Linked DNA regions of Mus musculus: region 1 is linked to region 2. A link is a contact called in public targeted proximity ligation data. All regions are on one chromosome and are shown on one strand. The core of a region is the stretch at or near the end of the contact, and the rest is flanking DNA. Distances in the headings are between cores, read along the strand shown.

Region 1 (3,585 bases), core at 562-3,061, 930 kb after region 2:
AAATTATCTAGGATTCCAAACAGAAGATGTCTACACGTGGAGCCAGAAGATCCCACAATTCTCTATCTGGTATTTTGGTCACAGTGACACAGAAATTAACTAACAACAAAATTTACTTTGAGAGAGATGCTGTCATTGCTAAGATAAGCCAGATCATGTTGTCCTTAAGCCTTTGACCCCCCTCTGAAGAATGGACATGAGTTTATAAATGTGAATTAGAAAAGGCCCTAGAATGGGCAAGGGGTGTGGCTTAGTTGGTCAAATGCTACCTTATCATACATGAAGTCCAAGGTTTAATCCTAGCACCAAACACAATGGGTATGATGGCGGGAGGGTGGGGAGACAGAGAGAGAGAGAGAGAGAGAGAGAGAGAGAGAGAGAGAGAGAGAGAGAAGAAACACCCTAGACTGCCATAAAGCAAACCTCGTTGAGCCATTCTGCTGAGAGTTTGGAATCCCAGAGTGCTAAGGGAAATGCATGTAATGAAGACCATGTTCGTGGGGTTTCATATTCGAACAAGGTCTATTGGGAACTGAACCAGAGCCATTAATATTACTGTAAAAGAATATGGCTCCATTCTGTTTGTGTCCTGAAAATTTGAGTAAGACTGAGTTCAAAAAGGGAAGGACTAGCCGTGCGGTGGTGGTCAATGCCTTGAGCAGAGGCAGGTGGATCTGAGAGTTCAAGGTCAGCCTAGTCTACACAGCAAGTCCTAAGATAACCAGATCTGTTATACAGAGAAACCCTGTCTCAAAAAAAAAAAAAACAAAAACAAAAACAAAGAAAAGTAATGGACTAAATTATTTGGCAGAGGAAATTTCAAGGCAGCACAGCATTGCAGTACAACAGTCTTTAATCAGTTTTACAGTGAAAATTGGGAGCAAACACGGAGCATGTGAATTTCAAAAATGTACAATTTGGCTAAGAAGGAAGTATGTATGAGGATAAAGTTTCAGACAAAGCCAAGTGCAGACAAATGGTTGTACTTATCACGGGGATCAGCACCAGGAAAGAGAAGCCTCCCACTTTGCACTGGGACAAGAAAGGGACCACGAGCAGAACAATATCAACTACCTGGATACATATGTAGCAGAGGATGGCCTTATCTGGCATCAGTGGGAGGGGAGGCCCTTGGTCCTGTGGAGGCTTGATGCCCCAGTGTATGGGGATGCTAGAGAGGTGAGGCAGGAGTGGGTGAGTAGGTGGAAGAGCACCCTCATAGAGGCAAAGGGGAGCGGGGAGAGGGGGATAGCATAGGGGATGTGGAGGGGGATATCATTTGAAATATAAACAAATAAAATTATTTTTAAAAAAAAGTTCCAGAAACTGAAATAGGCGTCAGAAAGTCTTTACGAAGAGATCCCCAGGTTGTCTACTCTATTGGGGCTACTTAGGGGAGTGTTTGTTGGACCCCTCGGTTTAGCAAGGCAAACACTCAGGATCCACAACCACTGTGGCCCAAGAAAGGTAGCTACTCTGGCAGGATGACCCGCTGGTGCCTCCAAGGTTCTTGTTTTGCAGAACTCAAGTGTGGTGCTATCATAGAAATGCAATTCCCAGAGAAACACCTGTGAGACCCTGTGTGGAGCAGGAAGCCCCTGAGTGGGCTATGCATGACACTTTGAAAACAAAATCTGTTGCAGTGACAACCTCTGTGTGCCTAAATGCTAGGAATGTGAGCTAGCTGCTCAAAAGCAAAACATAAACCAACAGCCTTCAATGCCGTTGACCTGAGAGAAGCAGATGGCAGGCCCAGGGAGGTAAGGCTGCTTAACCCTACAAAGCTTATGTAAACACTTGCTCCAAAGCCCTTGAGCTGCAGGGGGCACCGTTTCTCTTGTTGGGTTCAGCACTGCTTGGGCCCAGTTTTCCATTGCTAACCTCCTATCTCCGCCTTTCAGCATCAGGATTCTTACTCTACCACTGGCTGTTGGACTGAGCATAATCCCTGAGAGAACATTCTAGACCACCATGACTGTAAAGCCGATGACAAGAAGCAGCTCTTAGGAGTTGTCCTCTGTCAGTCACGTGTGCACACACAGGCACACAGAAAACTAAATATTTTTAAAACTAAAGCATTCAAGTGTTTAGGCGTCCTTTTGTTTTGTTTTGTTTTGTTTTGTTTTGTTTTTTTAACTGATACTTCCAGCTGTTTATTCTAGAATAATTTGTGGTTGGCATTCTCTTTATTTTACTGTTTTTCCTTTTGCTTATGAATGAAGAATTCAATAGAAGTCACCCATGTAGCAGTGAATAATTCTTCAAACATACTCAGGGCAAAGTTGTGGTAAAAACACTAAGATGTTCCCAGCTTAAGGCAATGCAAACCCTATCATCCAGAAAGCGGCCGTTCCTGTGCTGAGTCAGCTCCAGAGAAACTGAGACCTGAAAGCTGAGAACAGAGGGAAGGCAGTCTGAGGTCATCACGCGTCCACAAACATATATCGAGTTACCCAGTGAATACTGTGGGTACCATTTGCAGTACCACGAGAAAAGGAGAAATGAGGAAAGTAACAGGATTGAGGGCCATTGGGAAAAGGCCCAGAAAAGATGGCTGGGGACATGTCGAGCTATAGCCTAAACAGCTCCAAGATAAGAAAGCACAAAAAAACCAAAGCAATCCAGCTGCAAGAAAGGAGAAAGATCAATTAAAAGAAAGATAAAAGGACTCTACGAGGGGTGACCCCATCTGACTTCTGGTAGAAAGAGACAGTCCTAGCAGTTTCCAATATTGAGGGAACCAAAATGGAAAGAGTTGGGAAAAAGGGAAGCCCCTCTAGCCAGAGCTCATAAATCCTAAATGTTATCCAAACAGGAAAAGGAGGGAGCAAAGCATGGGAAAAGATGGTTCCTAAAATCTGCTTTTTACAGATCCGAGATAGCCAGAGGGCTTGCGTGTCAAGAAGGTCCACGCCACATACCCTGAGTTAAAAGCTGCCCTGGCCTCTCCCAAAGCCACCTTTTGCCTCATTTACAGTAGAATTCCTCATTTCTCCTATCTAAAATTTGGGGGGTTTATACTAAAGATACTGTCACTTTCTTCAGAGACAGAGTCTTACTATATATAGCTCAGGCTGACCTTGAACTTGCTTGCTCTCCACCTTGGCTTCCAGAGTGCTGGGATTGCATGCACACCACACCATGCTCAAAGGTATTGTCGCTGATGTGAGAATGAGCAAGCAGGGCCTCTCTGGAGCCCAGTTCTGTTCAATGCCTGTAGGCTTGTTTCTGTGGCAGATATCCCACTTTTCTGGCATTTCTAGCACCCAGGAGGTTGCCATGGCAACTTAGATTTTCAAAGCTTCAGGACTTGCCAGCTCAGGGACGATCTGATACACATTGGTTTGGTTAAGTTAGGTTTGGCTTGTTTGTGGGGTTTTTTTGTTTTGTTTTGTTTGTTTTTTGTTTGTTTGTTTTGACACAGGGTCTCCTGCCTAGGCTGACCTCAACACCACCACACACACACACACACACCCCATGCAGCCAAGCATGATTTTGACCTTCTGCAAGATACCTAAAGCAGAAAATAAGAAGCAGAGAGCAAATGGGGGGGGGGGGGGCGGGGGCGGCTATAATCTCTCAAAG
Region 2 (3,719 bases), core at 391-2,890:
TTGGTATCTCTGGGTGGCCTGGAACTTACTGAGTTCACCGTAGGGAGTGTGCTGGGAAGGGAGTAGATTTGGAGGGGGGGGGCTGTTAAGCCAATTGACAGTGTGTTTGTGATGTCTAGTGGGTTTGAGGAGGGGCAGAGAAAGAGAGAGAGAGAGAGAGAGAGAGAGAGAGAGGAATGTTAGTAGCCAAGTCTCTGCTTTGCCTGTCTTTACATGTCCATGCCTGTCTGAATTTCTACCTACATTTCTCTCCACCCTGGTGTGTCCATTACATCTGTGTCTGTTCTCTGTCACTCCCTTCTGTTGTCTCCCTCCCCCCATCGCCTGTACCCTGTGTGGTAACTGGACCTGGACACAGCCCCCAGGGCTGGCAGCAGACTTGGCTGATATTTTTAGCCTGCAAACATGTTTGCCATTTCAGAGGACAGGGCAGGGCTGGTCTCAGCCCCAGCCCACTCATGATCTTGGAGCGAAGGTGCTCCTGCCTCAGGCCAAGGTCTCAGTTCTCCAGCTTGAGGCCTCTTGGGGCATTTGGGAAGGAAGGGAAACTGGAGTGGGCAGCTGGGTAGCCACCTGCCAGAGAGGGTAGAACTCAATAGGGAAGGAGAAAAAGGGAGGTGCGGAGGGGGGATGCAGCCAGAACATCTCTGCAACCCCATCATTAAGCATTTAATAAAATCCACATAGAGTTAGAAGTGGCTGTGGGAAATGGCTGTAAATTGGGGAGCGGAGCAACTTGCAAATGGAAATATGGGGGAGGAGCTGTGAGAGGCGCAGAAGGCCTGGGAATGCAAAGAAAGTGCTGGATCTTGGGTTCCTCAAGCTTACTGGGGCATAGTGGTTCATGCCTTTAGTCCCAGGGTGGCAGAGGCAGGGGAATCTGTAAGGCTGTCAGTTCTAGCCAGTTCTGTGATGGCCGGGCTACACAGTCTGTGCTCCCTCCCCCAAATAAAATACCCAAAAGGCATGGGGGACAGAGTTTACAGGAGAGAGTGAGTTGTTCCATGGTGCGTCCAACAGCTGCAGGCCTGACTGGTGTCGCTGCAATGAAGAACAGCACCGTGGTGTGGTGCATAGGTGACTCCATTCCTAGGGGTCGGATCTAAGTCTTAGAGTCAGTGTGTTTTGTAGAAGAGGAGAGAGCCTGAAGGCGAGGAACGGGGCGAGGCTGCAAGAAGCCTGGGAACTGGGAGAGGAGGCTGGGGCCTGGGATTAATGTATCTGAGCTTGAGAGAAAGCTCAAAGGTCTGTGTGGAGGCTGGAGGTCGAGGTTGAATCATCTGAGCTTCTTGGCTCTTCTGCAGACTAGGTTGACTCTGGATTCCGACTGTGAATCTGTGCCCCTGCGTGCTTCCAGGAATTTCTTGCCGGTGAACACACACACACTGTTTAAAATGGGGTGGGAAGATCCAGAGCCGGGACAGGAGCAATAGATGGGATAGGGGAGGGGAAAAGGCGACGCCTCCTCGTCCCTGAGCCCCCTCAACCTTCTCCCTTCACCGGCCCATTCCAGGGTGGCTTCAGTGTTAGTCGTGCTCTCGGGTCCTTGCCCTATTCGGGCCCCGCCCGGCCCCGCCCTCTCCCCACAGCTCCGGGCAGACCCGCCCGAGTTACAAGAGCCGCCTCCGCGCACGGGGGCCCGGCCACTTGGAGCAGCTCTGCCGCGGGGACTGCACTGTCCGCCCTGCCAGACCCGCCCCGACTGGGGCTCGCCGTCGCCAGCAGTCAGCACTGCGACCTCGGGCCCTTCGCCGGCTATGGCTGCGTCCTGGGGCTGAGCCCGCAGGTAGGGAAGCGGAGCGCTGGGCGGTAAGGTGTGGGGCCAGGGTTCGGGCGACCAGGGGAGAGAGGGACTCGGACAAGGTGCATTTGCGGTAGTGTCACTACGAGGGTTCCGACTGTTGGGAGCAAACCTGGCCGCTTGCGGCCGCCGGGGCAGGCGACGCGTCACGCTTCGGGAGTAAAGCTCTTTCTCCGGAGTTGGGGCCAAGTTTAACTAAGTTAGAAAATCGCTTCGAAGTGTGCTTTGCTGCGCTTTTAGTTTTTTCCCGCGGATGTATTGTCGTTCCAACTGCAGTGCAGGGCGTTCCTGATCTGGTGGTCCCTGACCGATTCCATCTCTTTGGGGCGGCGGCTCAGAGCGCTACTTGGTTCCTATACCATGTTTACTGGAGAAGTTTCCAAGAGCCCCATCGCCCCTCCCGCGCCCCTGCACCGCGTGCCCCCTCTGCTGTCTTTCGCGGCTCCCCACACCTCCATCTCGAACTTCGCGTCCGGATTCCCCTCGGCCCCACCCTGCTCTGTACCACCAGCCTCTCCCTTTCTGGCTCCTAGCGGCGACTTTAACAGCTCCCCTTCAACTGCCCCGCCCTAGTCTTGCCCCTCTGTGTTTCCAGATCCAGAAAACTCCCTTCTTTCTCCAGGGCGTCGGAGCCTGGAAGTTTGCAGCGTGCCTCCCTGTGGGATGGGTGGGAGTGGGAGGGGGGGTGGGGGACATAATTAGGGAGATTCCTGCGCTGGGTGGGCGGGGAGGGGGCTGTGCAATCGACACAGTCCCCAGAACCTCCCTTGCTCCTTCTAGGGGCGGTGCTTTCTCCCCACCCCACCCCACTCCCAAACTCGTCCGGGCGGGATGGCCCCCGCCCCAGCGCCTGGCTGGATTCCAGCAGCCTGAGGAATGTAGTGGTTGGAGCCGGTGACTAATTCAAACCAGAATTCGGGGGTGGGGGTGGGGGTGAGGGGCAAAGCGGAGGGGGAAAGAGGCCGTGTGTAGGCGGTGGGGGCCGGAGCGCAGGGCGTAGGTGAAGGACTTCCCTGCTCTCCTTTGGAACCCTTCACTTTTGCAGTGCGCGCCAGCGGAGAGGGCGGGGGGCAAGATCCTACTGTGGGGTTGGAAAGGCAACATGCTTAGGGTGTGTGCAGAGAGCTGTGTTATGTAAGGCTTTCCCATGCAGGGAGGGGATGTGCAGTGTGCGGGAGCCTGGGCCTCCTCTGGCTGGAGCCCCTTTCAGTGCCGAGGCAGATTTGGGGGACGCAGAACCTTGGTGGCGTTGGGTTGACATCAGGGCTAGCTGTACATGGCGATGAGCACTGAAGACTCTTGGGGTGACCCGGGGATATCCTACAAGTCAAATGGAGTGGAGCCTTGACAACGTAGTGTCCCTGGTATGTGTGTGTGTGTGTGTGTGTGTGTGTGTGTGTGTGTGTGTGTGCTTGCCTGCTCACTCTATTGTCACTTCTGCACAATGTGACCACAGAAGATTGTGCGCATGATGTCTGGGTTGGCACCCTGGTTTGGCAGGGTGTGGCCCTAGGCTGTCTCTGAGGACACACGTGTCCAGGGGTACTTGTCTCAATGTCCCTGTTCTGTGGAGGGGATTTGCAGAAAAGCTTCTGGAGGTAGTTGGGGGGATGGGGGTGGGGGATCCTTGGAAAGTGACCTGGAATTCCCAGGAGAAAAAGGACTCCCAACAAATGGTTTTGAAACAGTTTGCCCTTAAACTTTAGCAATGGCAGGAACCATCTTACTGTACCTAACGTATACTAGATGGGATGAATTCACAAGATCCAATGATTCATGTCCTCATATCAATGATACTGTCCTCATAGGTGACTGGGAGAGGGGAGGGCACACAGGAAGATGCTATGGGCAATGTGGGCAATGTTTAGGGCCTCTCCCCACACTGAGAATGGCTTAGGTGAGTAGAACTGTTTTGGTC

Evidence for each region.
Region 1: a targeted proximity ligation map of bone marrow-derived macrophages shows a contact between it and region 2, with 4 times the contacts expected there. A contact is called at or near these places in 1 of 39 promoter capture datasets (the 3T3-L1 cell line) and 4 of 130 datasets of targeted methods (the NIH/3T3 cell line, bone marrow-derived macrophages, embryonic stem cells and 1 more).

What each region holds. Positions count from the first base shown.
Region 1 is chr19:9,919,215-9,922,799 of GRCm38.p6, forward strand. No RefSeq gene overlaps it. Among named protein-coding and RNA genes, the nearest start is that of Gm50340, 21 kb to the left of the region's middle.
Region 2 is chr19:8,987,644-8,991,362 of GRCm38.p6, forward strand. Ahnak (AHNAK nucleoprotein (desmoyokin)) reads left to right here and starts at 1,641. Exons shown (of 5, transcript NM_009643.2): 1 at 1,641-1,786.